2 separate regions of the Capsicum annuum genome follow, and region 1 is linked to region 2. Evidence: chromatin contacts called from public Hi-C data. All regions are on one chromosome and are shown on one strand. The core of a region is the stretch at or near the end of the contact, and the rest is flanking DNA. Distances in the headings are between cores, read along the strand shown. Region 1 has its middle 8.8 kb from the start of LOC124892598. Region 2 has its middle 14 kb from the start of LOC107841055.

Evidence for each region. Hi-C and Micro-C count contacts between places; a contact is called where the count stands out from the background.
Region 1: a Hi-C map of leaf shows a contact between it and region 2, with 2.0 times the contacts expected there. The contact joins two enhancer-like sites. A contact is called at or near these places in 2 of 5 Hi-C or Micro-C datasets (leaf and placenta).

Annotation. Positions count from the first base shown.
Region 1 is chr1:164,435,661-164,443,105 of UCD10Xv1.1, reverse strand. No RefSeq gene overlaps it. Among protein-coding and RNA genes, the nearest start is that of LOC124892598, 8.8 kb to the right of the region's middle. Within about 2 kb of position 4,500, at least 2 of the 5 cell types and tissues checked have an H3K27ac peak or open chromatin away from gene starts, as enhancers often do.
Region 2 is chr1:164,256,809-164,263,819 of UCD10Xv1.1, reverse strand. No RefSeq gene overlaps it. Among protein-coding and RNA genes, the nearest start is that of LOC107841055, 14 kb to the right of the region's middle. Within about 2 kb of position 4,404, at least 2 of the 5 cell types and tissues checked have an H3K27ac peak or open chromatin away from gene starts, as enhancers often do.

The sequences.
Region 1 (7,445 bases), core at 3,251-5,750, 180 kb before region 2:
ATAATCATAAATATCGACTTCGTCGAGTCATCACCGTTGGCATGACGACAATGGCCGCACGTGGCAGCAACTATCAACGGTAGTGACGAACTGAGCAAACAAACTGAGCAAACGACTGCAACTGTCGTTGGCAATGTTGAAATTTCAAATGAACTGAGGATGGATGAGCGTCGTTGCAGCCTTCACGTTACTATTACGGTCAAAATCAAAACAACATATTAGGATTTAGGTTACTAAATGATTATAGTTTATATATTTATATGTTATATTAGATTAGATTATATTATATTTTTAGTAAATTTACATATAATATGAAATATATATATATATATATATATATATATATATAAATTATAATATATTATTTATATAATTTTGATTTTTCGGTTTATCCGATTTTTTTTTAAATTTTGAAAACCAAACCGTTTAACCAAATTTCTAAAATTTGAAATCAAAACCAATCCGGAAAATCGAAAAACTAAACCAAAATTAAATTTCGATTCGGTTTTTTAATTTTTTCTATTTAAACTAAAATATGCCCCAGCCCTACTTATATTTATGTGTTCGTTATGCAAATTAGATAAGTATATGTTTTCTAAAAGTATTTGTATATATTTAACAAAAAGACTAAGAACAAATATGATAAAAAATGTGAGATAATAAAAAAGTTTTGAATGGTAGGGGTTGGGGTTGGGGTGGGAGATTGAGGGGCGGAGTAGGGATGGGTGATTTTGAGAGTTGTACGAATATTTCAATTTAATAGTGATGTTGAAAGAGAGTTTTGGAAAATATTTTTCTTACTTTTTGTAGGAAAGTCATTTTTCTTAGTTTTAAGGAAAATAAGTTGATTTGAAAAATATTTTCCAAAATCTGTAAGCCAACCAAACAGGAGAAAATTAAAAAACATTTTCCAGAAAATATTTTCGTTCGTACCAAACACACCCTTAATGTAAGTTTGGTTTATTTTTCTCAAGTGGCCATCCGCTTTACAATTTGTTCTAAACTCGGTCACTTAAACTAATTGTTGTCACTTAAAATTTCCAACTTCATTATGAGCTATTTACGAAAGTCAGTAAGTAACTAAGCTAATTGCGTACCTATAAGGAGAAATAATTAGATGAAACCTTGTATTTGTCTGAATTTGTAATGTGAATATTTTTACTTTATCATATTGTTATTTCAATCCTCAAACCCATCAAAACATGATATTTTAAGACATTTTTTCATCCGATTAATATAAGCATAATACAACCGACTACACGTGGCATGCTGCATTATTTTTAAATGATACATAATAAATTAAATATTAAAAATACATATAAAATATAAATAATATTTTCTTTATAAAAAAGAAAAAAGCAAAACAAAATCTGGTCTCCGCCCCCCCCCCCCCCCGGGCCGCCCCCCAATTCTTTTTCACCCCAACAACAGACACAACAACAACAACAATGGAGAAATCTCTCCATTTTCTTTATGTTACCTACCACCCACTTCATTCCCTCTCCGGTCTCCGCCGCCCTCAACCACCACTTTTCTTCATCTCCCTCCATCTTCTCTCCTTCGCCACCTCTGAAGAAGCCGTCACCGAACGTCGTAAACACAAACATCGCCTCTATATTGAACACCATTTATCCCTCTTCCGTCAATAAAATCAACAACCTCGTCCTACTAGCTCCGTTAATAACCCTAACGCCCTCAACATCCCGAAAATATATCTCCACTTTCCACTAATCGGCTGAATTTGAACAGTCAAATTTTGAAATTGATTCGAATGAAGCTGCTTTGTACACGCGTCATTCTATTGACGCAAAAGGATAATTTTGGATAGTTTGGTCACTGATTTATGAAGATGGCGTTTTTCGACGAAATCTTTATCGAAAAAATCAGAACTGAAAGAGCCCATGCTGAAGAAGGATGGGGGACGGGAAGGGGGGAATGATTTGGCTGGATGTATAGTGGTAGTGCTGGTGGGGGTGGAAGGGGAGAGGGCAATGAAGAAGAAGAGGATGGAGGATTTTGGGATTTTTTTAAAAAAGTCTTTGCCTCTTTTTTTTTTAATTTATTAATTTCCATTTAAAAAAAAAAAACTTATTTTTCTTTTTAATACGTTTTAAAAAGAATGATTTTTTTTTATGGCAAAATTTTAACTTTAACTTTTCACGTGACATATTTAAGACCACAAGATCAAAGGATATTTTGATAAATTTGATATAACTTTAATCTAGGACTATAAGATTCAAAAGTATTCTTTATTTTTTTAAATTTCGTGTCAGATCAAACTAGTTTATTCTTTTTGAAATAGAGAGAGTATTTTTTAAATTTACAATATATTTTTAAATGAAAAATATTGATTTCACTCGCTTAAAAATACATATTTGCATGCGTTTTTCCAGCTCAATAATTTAATGTCATATATGCTCGGTTAATATTCAAAAAAATTCAATAAAACATAAGACAAGTATTACGAGAATTTGTCTGATCATTTCGCCTACATATAATATCATCACCTTACAAGCTATTCTACAAACACCACTAAACTAATATTTGTTACTTTAAAATCACTGAACTTATAAAGGCTGGTAAATTAGAAAATAAATACTAGTTATTAATAAAAGATTATTAAAGCATCCAACGGAGTGACTAAGTGTTTGAAAAAGTGAGTTGAGAATTACAATTACTTAGGTTTAAATTTCAACAAAGATAAAAATATTGAGTGATTTCTTACGATATGTATGGAGTTAGCAGGTAAAGGAAGTTTATGCATTTTTAAAGTGGCAATAGTATATATATATATATAAACTACTGAGTCTTCGTAAATTGTAAATCTGTAACTATCACATGCTGGACTCGCTACTAATAGCTACGACAGGTAGTTGTTGAATTAATCGAGGTACACACTGACCCCATATACCATTTTAATATATTATTAAAAAAAAATAACTAAAGTCACAAAATTTAAAACTAGTGATTGTTTGAGAAATTAAATGTGTGTGAAGTGGGATGGTGTCACTTTCTCCTTTTATGTTGCTGGAAATAATATAATGGTAAGTAAAAGTCAGCAAATGGATGCATAAATTGGGGAATTTTAGCCACCCTGTGGTGTAAAATTGCCGGAAATCCATCCACCAAACATGACAAAATGAATGTTTGGAAATGTACAATCCAACACAAAGAATAACATGTCTCATGTGAATTTCAATTTTGAAGTGCGCTCAAAGTTTCATGCATTAAGGTCAAACATTTTGAACATCTTTTATTACATATTTATAATGACTATATTATACTATATTTCTATAGATAGACAAGACGTTTCTTAGATAAATTAGCAAATTCAGCAATGTTTAAGAAATATGCTGCCACATATGATATAAATGACTGCCATCTAAAGTAACTTTTGTTTCTTCTTTTAATTTCTCTCCATAATTCTAAAGTAATCTCAGCTTTTTTTTATTATGGTTGTTATTTTCTGTCATACGCCTCTCTGTCTTTTTTGAATCTCAGAAAAAGTTACACAAAATTGTTCAACTATTGAAATTATCAGAAAGTCACTAAAATTGTACATTTTCTTCAGAAAGTTACTGAAACGAATTAAAGGAAAGGGAAGAAAATAGTTTTCTTACATTTGTTTTGCCTGAAAGGTTAAAAAATAAAGTAAGATCTCATACAACTTTTTGCAGAACGTCATTTCTTGTCCAAAATCTTTTCAAATTATCAATATTTTCATGCTTAACATAACAATTCAAAAGAAAGAAAAAACATCCGACAATTTCCTTTTCCTTTTTTCTAACAACCAAACGAAAGTGGTGCAACGTCAAATAATATATCTTGGACTTGGAGGCAGAACTGGTCTCTAATCTATTTAGGCGCGGAGCTAGCGTGTTAGTTACAACTTACAAGTTCGATCATACAAATAATTTTGGTTCAAATCCTATATTTATCTTGAAAATGAAAATTATTTGATAGTTTTTCATAATATATGAATGGGGGTTATCACATAATGAAAAGTAAAAAGGCTTTATATATTAAAAACTTTGATATTTTTAATTTTAATTTTTATTTGAATTAATATTTAAATAAGCGAGTCTATTCGATCATGATATAAGATGAAAATTTTGAATATATAATCTTCTTCCAACTCTAAAAATACAAGTATCTTTTCATGAAATAGCTACGTTAATTTACAGTACATGGTAACTTTGTTATATCTTAAAGAAATGTTTAACTTTGTTGTATCTTAAAGAAATGTTAAACTTTGTTGTATCTTAAAGAAATGTTTATATTTTTCTAAAAATATGCAGGGAATATATGTTCAAGAAAAGTAAAAAATTATACTTTATTTCTTGAGGACCCAAAAACAGCAATAATAATAATAATGAACCTACACTATATAATTGTACGGACAAGATGTGAAAAGAATTTAGAGTAACATACTTTAGTGATAGAGACAAGCTATCAAGCATAAAAAGATTCTAACAATGGAAAAAGTGGAAGCACACAACTACTATTTATCACGACTTTTCAAAGTTGTAGCAGGAAAAAACTGGTGCAAAATTGGAAATCTTTATGGAGGTAACATGACAGACCAAAACATAATTGTCCATCATCATCATAAAAATTTGACCTAGCCAGCTTAGCATAATTAGTTTGAAGTCTAAGAATTTAATTTAGAGTTTAACTTATTGTTGGCCCTAATTCCTAACCCTACTCATCTAGTAGGAGTTACCTAACTCCACACTTGGAGTTCAACTTCTGGTGTTTACTTTTGGAAATTGTTGCTGCGAAACTTTAGGAGAAAGGTTGGTTGTTTGATCATTTCCTTTTTGGGGAAAATATTTGCAATTTTTTTTTAGAAAGACTTTATATATATACACACACATATCGACAGTGTAATCAATTTGTTACATTATCGGTGTAGTTAAGTTAATCTATTAATAACATCATTATCACTCTCTCAAAATGGAATCTATTCTACTCAAAATGGAATCTATTCCAAACATATATGCCATGGTTCCTTACTTCGACAGGGTACAAATATCTAAATTTGATATTTTTAGATACTTTTTCAGACCTATTGCCGCTCCAAACTTTTTGGTAAGATGGATCAACTCCTGGAACCTTAACTTTGAAGCGGACCAACCTTACATGCATTCATAATCGAGACAAATACATTAATATCGCGAAAGAGAAAGCATTTTGTACTTATTTCATATCTATATCTATCTATCTCTCTATATATAAAAGCAAAATATAAGCAAGACAAGACGTCACGTGTCAAGCTATTAAAATAGCCACGTGGCAATTTTTAAGACAATATTAAAAAATATTTTAAGACAAAGTTAAAAATATTGTAATAATAATTTTGAATTGAAAAATTAAGTATTTAAATTTGATAAGTTATCCTTTTAAAAAAAAAAAAGATTTTCATTATTGTAAAAATAGAAACTAATAATTAAAGAGTTCTAATAGATATGTACTATTTCAAACTTATCTCTTATAAAATTTAAATGTTATAAAATAAATTTAAATATAATTTATTTACATACTAGGGAATCTATATCTATAATAATAATTAGTTGTAATAGTGTTGGCAATTATAGTAATAGTACGTACATAGAATGTAGAACAACAACAACAACAACAACAACAACAACAACAATAATAATAATAATAATAATAATACAAAAATAGCAATAGTAGTACATACATAAATGGTAAATAATATGATTTGATTTAAAATTATTTTTAATTTAAATATAATATTAGAAGATAAATATGTATTGTATTTAAAAAATTAAAGATAGTGAAGAACTTATCATCTTTCAACAAAACATATCTTAACCAAATTGAAAAGTTCAAATTAATTTTGAATTTAATTTGATTATAACTTCTACCTTTATTTTAGTGTTTTAGTGTTATCTCATCTCTTAGTATTTATTCTAATCTAATTTGAATTTGAATTTAAAATTAAGTTAATAATGATAATAATAATAATAATGATAATAATAATGATGATAATAATAATAAGATAATAATAATAATAATAATCATAATAATAATAATAAAACAAAAATAGTAATAGTAGTACATACATAAATGGTAAATAATATGATTTAATTTAAAATTATTTTTAATTTAAATATAATATTAGAAGATAAATATGTATTGTATTTAAAAAATTAAATATAATGAAGAACTTATCATGTTTCAACAAAACATATCTTAACCCAACTTAAAAGTTCAAATTAATTTTGAATTTAATTTGATTATAACTTCTATCTTTATTTTAGTGTTTTAGTGTTATCTCATCTCTTAGTATTTATCCTAATCTAATTTGAATTTAAATTTAAAATTAAGTTATTCCAACTCTTTATCTTTATCTCAACTGCAATTAAAAAATTATTTCAGCACTATAAATACGCCGATACACAATTGCCAATATTCAGGAAAGTTTTATATGTTTTACAATTGATGATGATCTAGGGTTTCAGATGAATTTTTCTTTTGAATTATTGATTGGATTTTTTCAATTTATGTTGTTATTTTTTTCTTTATTTTGATAACCATCTTATCAAGTTTTCTCAGTTAATGGCTACTGCTCAGGTTTTCTCAGATAATGGATACTGCTCGAGGCTACAACGGATCGTTTGAATTACCTTTCATGCGTGTGAATATATTTTTTCTTTTGAATTAGCTTCCTGCACTTTCACGTTTTTCACTGTTTAATTTTTTTTTTGGTTTTAATATTTTTATTTATTATATGTAGATTAGTGATAACCGTATTGCAGGCTATTTTTTTCTACTATATTCATCTCTGAATTCAAGTAAGTAAATATTTATTTTGATATTGAATTTCAATTTTAAAAATAATTAAATCGAAGTAAAGTTCTATCTTCTTAACTTCTCTTATATATACTCCTATATTGATATATAATTTTAAGTTTCTTTCTCCTTTGTTTTAAGGTTGAATTCAAAGAAAAAAGTTGAAAAAGGATGAATACGAGATGAGAAAAGAGGGGTTTTGCATATATCTTAATATTTTTATTTTTGCAAGAAATTAATCTACTCAATGTGTGTTTTCACTTTTTGTAGGCTTTTCTTTGATAATTAGTTAAGGAAAAGGATAATGAGAATGTTGTAAACCAAATGAGAAAACATATAATGATAAAGATTTATTGATATTTACATTTTTTAACTCTGCAATTATAGGAAAATTCACGTATAGAAAAATTTGGAGAAAAAGAATTATAACAACAGAACCAAATAGAATATAATTTTAAGAATATTGCTACGTGCATCTGAATATGCATGACACTTTTATCTGAAGTGTTATGAAAAATAGTAACTATCACATTAAAGATCTCTAATGCCACCAAGTCTCTTTTCTGGCGAAAAAGACCTTCAATTGGAATTCTTTTTGAATTGTATACCGTATATATCGTAGATTC
Region 2 (7,011 bases), core at 3,155-5,654:
ATATTTCAAAGTGGGAAGTAGGAACATATATATCTGGAGAACATGTGAATTCAGAACATATTAGTACATTATGAATCACTAGTGGCCCATTCTGATTGTAATGTAGTTATGACAGTGAAAATAACAAATGCTTCAAGGATTAACGATGAGAAAAGAAAGGAAATCAGCTTCTTCTTTTTTTTCATTTTTTTTTTTTTGGGTGAAGGAAACCAGCTTTTCTTAGTGATAACTGATCAGATTAGAAGTAATGAATATTATTCACTTTTTCAACTCATACCACTTACATTTTCAAGAGGGCAAAAGACCGAAGTAAGATTTAAATTTTATGAGTTAAAATTCTAAAAATTACTTACAATTTATTTGTTTTTTTTGAGTTCATATTTTTTATTTAATGTCTTTTATATATATATATATATATGGGATAAGCTGAAGTAACTAGCTTTGGTCAACTCACTCATATATTATCAGGGTAGGTTTAGCGAGTTAGAAAAAAGGAAGGTGAAGTACGTCTTCAAATTTAAGGGGCCTAATGTTTTTTTTTTTTGCAATAGTAGGCTATAAGTCTTTTGGAAAAAAAACAACAGAGTACCACTTATTTTTTTAAGAAAAAAAGAAAGAATTGTTAGAAAAAGTTTGACACTTTTAGAATATATATATGCCAATCAAGATTTAACAGGTTGGTTTTGTTATTAAATGAATAAAAAATTATTAGAAGAAATTAATTTTAGAAAGGTATGAGCACCGAGCAACTTTGCATCTCCAAAGGCAAGAAGAATACGTTGATCATGAATTTGATACAATTAACGTTTGTAGGTGGGTTAACATTCAACGTTGTTTTCGATCTAATTTGTCAGTTCTTAAGTTACTGCTCTCTTCGTTTTAATATAGTTGACTATTGTTGACTTGACACGATTCCCCCTTAAAGAACAATTTATTAGCGATTTATTTTACTAAATTAGTCTTATTAATTATACTTTGAAAATATAAATTTTAAGTATGTATACTTTGTTTAGTCATTTAATGATAGAGGTAGTAGTGAAAAAATATATTGATAATATTCTCTTGATTTCATAAAAGAAACAACTAAATAGAAACAATTAATTTTAGAAAGAGGATCAACTAAAACGAAACAAAAACAGTAGATGATGAAGAAAAATGAATAACTAGGAAAAGAACGAAACAAATAAGTAAAGCAAACGAGTTTGAGAATGCCAGGTCCGTTCACGAGGGTAGCCAAGAGCTAGATTGTGCTTTTCCAAGAGACTTACGTAAAACCGTCAACAAATATTTAACTTGAATAGAAAGTAAAGACTAGCTTGGAACTCATGTAATTACAACTATTTTGTATTGAACGAAAAAGTGTCAAAGGGTGAGGGTGACTATTTACAGTTTACAAAGTTAGGCTTTGGCCCATTACAGCCTTCCAGAGAAAACTTAAAAGGACTACGACCTATATAAATGTGCCACAATATCTCATCCGTTAGAGGAGGTGCTAGCTGTAGCAGCTTGACATAAATTTGTTTGTCTCTGAATACTCTAACAAAACTCGTACCCTTTAGTCTTGTTCATTGCGCCATCAAGAGGGCGCTTTGTTGCACCTTCTGTGCCTGAGGTGATGATTTTGGTATTTTAAAAATGTCCTCGCAACCGTGCTTTGAGTGCAATCTTTTCAGTAGGTGCCACGTGTCTTCCAACTCGATTTTCCCCATAAAAAATATATTTTATAAAAAAATATATATTAATTTTTTAAAATAATTTAGGTCTCCACTTAATTTAATTTAGCTTTAGGTCGCTAATACCACGGATGATTATAGTATGGGTCTGCCCATATATCCAAAAACGCACACTTGCTAATGGTGGTGGCTGCGGAGAATGGAAGAGCACTTTGAAAATAATGTTTTCATCTTTGAATTTTATTTGTTGTCTTTTGAAGAAAAGAATGAAAAGATTTCATAAAATGGTTTTAGCCCACCCCAACGCACAATTCTTTAAGTTGCATTGATCAAATCACACATCCAAATTCTCAAGTTTCGTGACCTAATACTCCGTTCTTTCCACTTGTTAGAAAAAATAATGGCATTTTCCTTTTTTTTAAAAAAACAATTTAATTGTAGCTCCTTCATTTTTTTGGGAACCTATGAAAATGCATAATTTCTGTCATAATCTTAGTTCTTTGTGTGAGCACTTTATGGTAATTAACTTACTTATTGTGTAATAATTCGCAAATCATATAGAAAATATAAAACACACTAGATAAGGCTCATACGATGAGCCCTTGACTGAGTGACAAATGAAGGTTGGATTTGATCCCAAGTCCACCTCTCTAGCTATCACTCAACCATGCCCCTCCGGCAATTTTAGCTCTTTTATTTACTCTTATAATCACATAATTATTTATGATATATTTAAGATCATAAGTTCTGAAAATCTTATACAAATATAAATATTACAGCATAAATTTTAATCCTTATTATTACCTTAAATTTAGTGAGTAGTCAAATTATATCCATGTTTGACAAACAATATCTTTATTTCCTAACATACCGATCGAACTTGTGGATTTCCTTCATAATCAAGTAAACATTTTGATGACGATCTCAAAAACTTATGTGTTCAGCACACAACTAGCTAATCTAAAACTTATCCAATAGACCAAAAAGGGGCTCAACGATTGTTATTCTAATAATAATAACAACTTAATTCTAAAAGAGTCTCCAATTGTTCACCAAGAAAATTAAAGTCAGTCCACAATATACATATGAGACTTAATAACTAAGCAACACAAAAAAAGAGAGTACTCCTAAATTGAACAATATATATATGTGGTCGGTGACAATTCCCAAAAGCTTTGATCATAATCAATCTTCTTTTCTTCTTTACCTAAAAGAAGAAGTCTCAAAAGCCAATTACAGAGAGACGTTTTGTTCAATAAACTATAATCTTTTTTCCCCTCTCCCACCACCATCCTTTTGCATAACTTTCTCAAGTGTTTCTAGTCCATTAAAAAGCTTGAAGATGACATAATATTAGTCAATGAATAAAAAGAGACGGATATATGTCATCTGAGTTGCAATATAATGGAGCACAGTTTGATTAATATTAATGATTGTGGCTTAATGATAGAGTGCAAAATAGTTTAGGATTAGGATGTTGAATTCTAATAATGTATTTGCAATATATTAATTCAATATTTTATAGTTTATGATTGGGATGTAAAATTATAATATTATAGTACAATATATAGTCATAGAGATATATTCAAATCATCTATGTGCATGAGTTAGTTCTGAAGCGAAAACGTATGAATTTGTATTTTTACTTGAGATATCGTGCTATTAACTTTTTATGCTATCAGAATTTTGGTTTCAACCTAAGTTATTCTGTATTTTAAATTTTATTCCATGTTCAACTTCGCTACTCTTTTTCTTTCATCACAATCGATCTCTCCATCAATTAATAATATTATAATATATCTCATAATATTGAAATTCTCAAACAGTCTTTTTTGGAGAACCCAAATAAGCCAATTGATGCAGGCTCTGAAAATCGATGATACTATGTGAAGGAATCGTCATCTAAAATTATGATAACCACAAAGGATGACGGAAAACCATCTAACTTAGAAAAGATGTCTTGATGGAAAGTTTGTTAACTTGAAAAATGAATGAAGAGTCAATGTTTTTTTAGTATTGGTTGCATTTCGGCCAAACGAAAGGATAATTACCTACAAGCTAACAAGGATGAGGAATTTCAATTGAAGCAAAGAATTCAAAGTATCAAGATGAGGTTAAAACTTGTAAATGAATAGATAAAAGAATTCAAAGAAATTTTAGATAGTCTTATAGCTATACACAAATTGTTAGATGAAGAAAGCAAAGCAAAGTATATAAACTTTGCTAAAGTTGTTGAAAACAAATACAACACCTTAAGGACTGTTATGCCAGGCAAAGGTCTATATTTAACATGCACTTAATTTGTTAAATGCACAGAAAGGGTACAATATGAGAGAAGATATAAGGATTATGTCCTATTTAATTAATTAAATTTTTATATGAGATGTTAACACAATTTAATAATTTAATATCATCACTTGGAGAAAACACAAAAGGTCCCTTTCAAAGTTGAAAACTAATACTCATGAGGCTTCAAATGGCAATATTCAAGATTTGTTGTCTTAGGCTAACTACCCAACATAAATGGAATCACCATTAAAAAGTTTAAACTTTTGTGTGAAAAGCACACATTTTACATTCTAAAGACACCAATAGTCACACTCCACACAACCTTTTAGTCCAATAATATTAAATCTTTAACTTCCAAAAAGTAGATGATGTATGCAATGTCTTATTACTTGCCTTTTGGATAATACTTATTTTTTTTCCTTCCTCTAGCCCCACCAACCCAAAGGTCCAAACCATGTTGTGTGACCCCCCTCCCCACCCACAGACCCTTTTCCTGGATGCCACATCCATTCTGCACATGTGATTATTAGGCCTCTCTAGATTTCAAATTCTTGATTTTGTTTTCTCGTTCTTTTATGTTTTGCTAATAGTTTAGTGTCATGCTGGGGGGAAGACGTAATTATTTCGAACAATTAGCTTTACGTCATAAAGTGGTTGGATATACTTGGGTCAGTAAAATTATTACAAACATTACAATCAAATTCATGCCTCTTAAACATGTACAATTATGTAAACCAAAAAGGTTCAAATGTCCTTAAAACGAAAAAGACACGTATAGTGCAGAAAATACGTGAATTAATTGTACCAATTTTTTTTCTTTAAAAAACTAAAGACAAAAATATATTTATAAAGAGAGTATAATTCTTCTCACCAAAGATATGAACATACGTTACATATCAATATGTTGTTTACATTGTTACATTGTTAATAGGTAGGAGAAACGACGATACTAACTTAGGCTAAACTATTTACAGTCAAATTTAGAAATTGGTGATTGGCTTTGATTGCTACATAAATATGAGCAGAAAGAAAATGTTAAATTTGTACATGTTAAAGAAATGTTAAATTGTTAACAGAGGACATATCTACTCGCTTTTCCAAACTTTAAGGATATATTTGGCTCTTTTTCGCTTATAAATCAGTTACTTAGATTAATTAGGACCTCTAGTTAATTAAATTAGGGTCATATTTGGATCGGCTATTGAAAGGTAAGAATATATGTGAGCTAAACTATCAGCGAATGGAATATTTAATTTCCTCAATTTCAAATATTTAAGGATATATTATATTTGACCTTTTTTCTTATTAAGTTAATAAAAATATATTTCTAATAATTTAAAATTTTTCATAGTTGTATAACATAACATGACATAGAGCAGGCAGAAGAGGTCATGAATTATAATAATTTCATTATCACTCATTTGGTGTAGTGGACTCATAAACAGAATCACTTATACGTGAAAGGACGTGCGGATACATAATCAAATAATATAAATAAAAAAATGCATAACATTAATCAATGAACCTCAAGTCCTAATCAATTAGTTGTTCCCTGAATAAATCTTATGAATAATTGCTTTCACAATTTCCAATCATCATGTAGCAATATAAGAAACAAACACGATATTAAACCAATGAATTTGTATCCACTAACTAGTGTGTATACTTATCCAATATTAGGTTTCAACTTTCTTGGAGCCACACAGCACGTTTTCTTTTTTGGGGTACCTTTTGTCATATTTTGTGAAGTATAGGACAAATAGGTTTTGAATTTATTGAATTTGGAATAATTGGGAGCAGACCATTTTTTTTTTTGTTTTAAAAAATAAATAAAAGTTGAGTAATAATACCATTTGTTGGTGAAAAGGGTGTGAAAGGAAGTAGATGAAAATCAAATTACACCTGATAATAGCTTAAAACTACACCATCAAACATTATGATGGGATAGATATAAAATCTTATTATTTTTAATTAGAGATTTCAATTTGAAAACTAAAAGTGAAAAAAAAAAATCCTAATAGCCAAGACTTTCTTTTAATTTACCTTATATGTTGTGAATTCGGATGAATTTAAGTCTCCAAATAAAGTATTGAATACAAATTGAAAAAATAAAAAAAATGAATCATGAAACGACTAAAAAATAATTTAAACAAACAAAAAAAGAAATACTACTCCTTTCATCTCAATTTATGTAGCACACTTACCTTTTAAGTTCATCCCAAAAAAAAGATCACGTTAATATAATTTGAAATATTTTAGCGTTAAAATTTTTTTTAACAAAATAATTTATAGCCACATAAATATTAAAGAATTATTTTAGATCATAAATTTTATAAATCTTTCATCTTTTTGAAATATTATGTCAAGTAAAGGATTAAGGATAGAGGACGTAAAAGATTTGAGTAGTATCTTAGTGGTACTTGCAACTTCACACAACATCAAGGTTTCAATCCTATCAAAGTTCCTCTACTGTTCACTGCCAACTTTTACATCAGAAAATAAAAACGAAGAAAGAAAAATTTACCACCTAAAGTGCAAACAACAAAATCTTTAGAATTGCGACATGGAATAAAGTTCAATTAAATCTCTTTTATTGAAAAATTCTATTACAAATAATTAGAAAAAAATAAATATTTTATTATTATCATTATGAATAAGCTATTGAGTTCCCTTTGGCCTTGACCCCATCAAAGAAAAATTAATATGGTATTCAGTATCAAATGTGACATTATAATATATTTTTAAATTTTCTTATATAAATTTCGGTTTCCGTCATTATATTCGTCGTGAACTTTCACGGTGATTTCATTTGATCTCTTAAGATATTTTTCCTGACCTCCTCAAATCTAGGTCTCTCTCTCTCTCTTTTTTTTTTTAAAAAAAAAGAGTTATTTATATTTGCAAAAGATGTAAAAGACATTACCAACTCATCCATTTCAAAAATCTTTTATGTCCACTTTAATCATTAGTTTTCTCCTCAAATCTTTCACAAAATCTAACACTCAGCTACTTCATTCAAACATTCAAACAAAGCTATACACAAAAACAA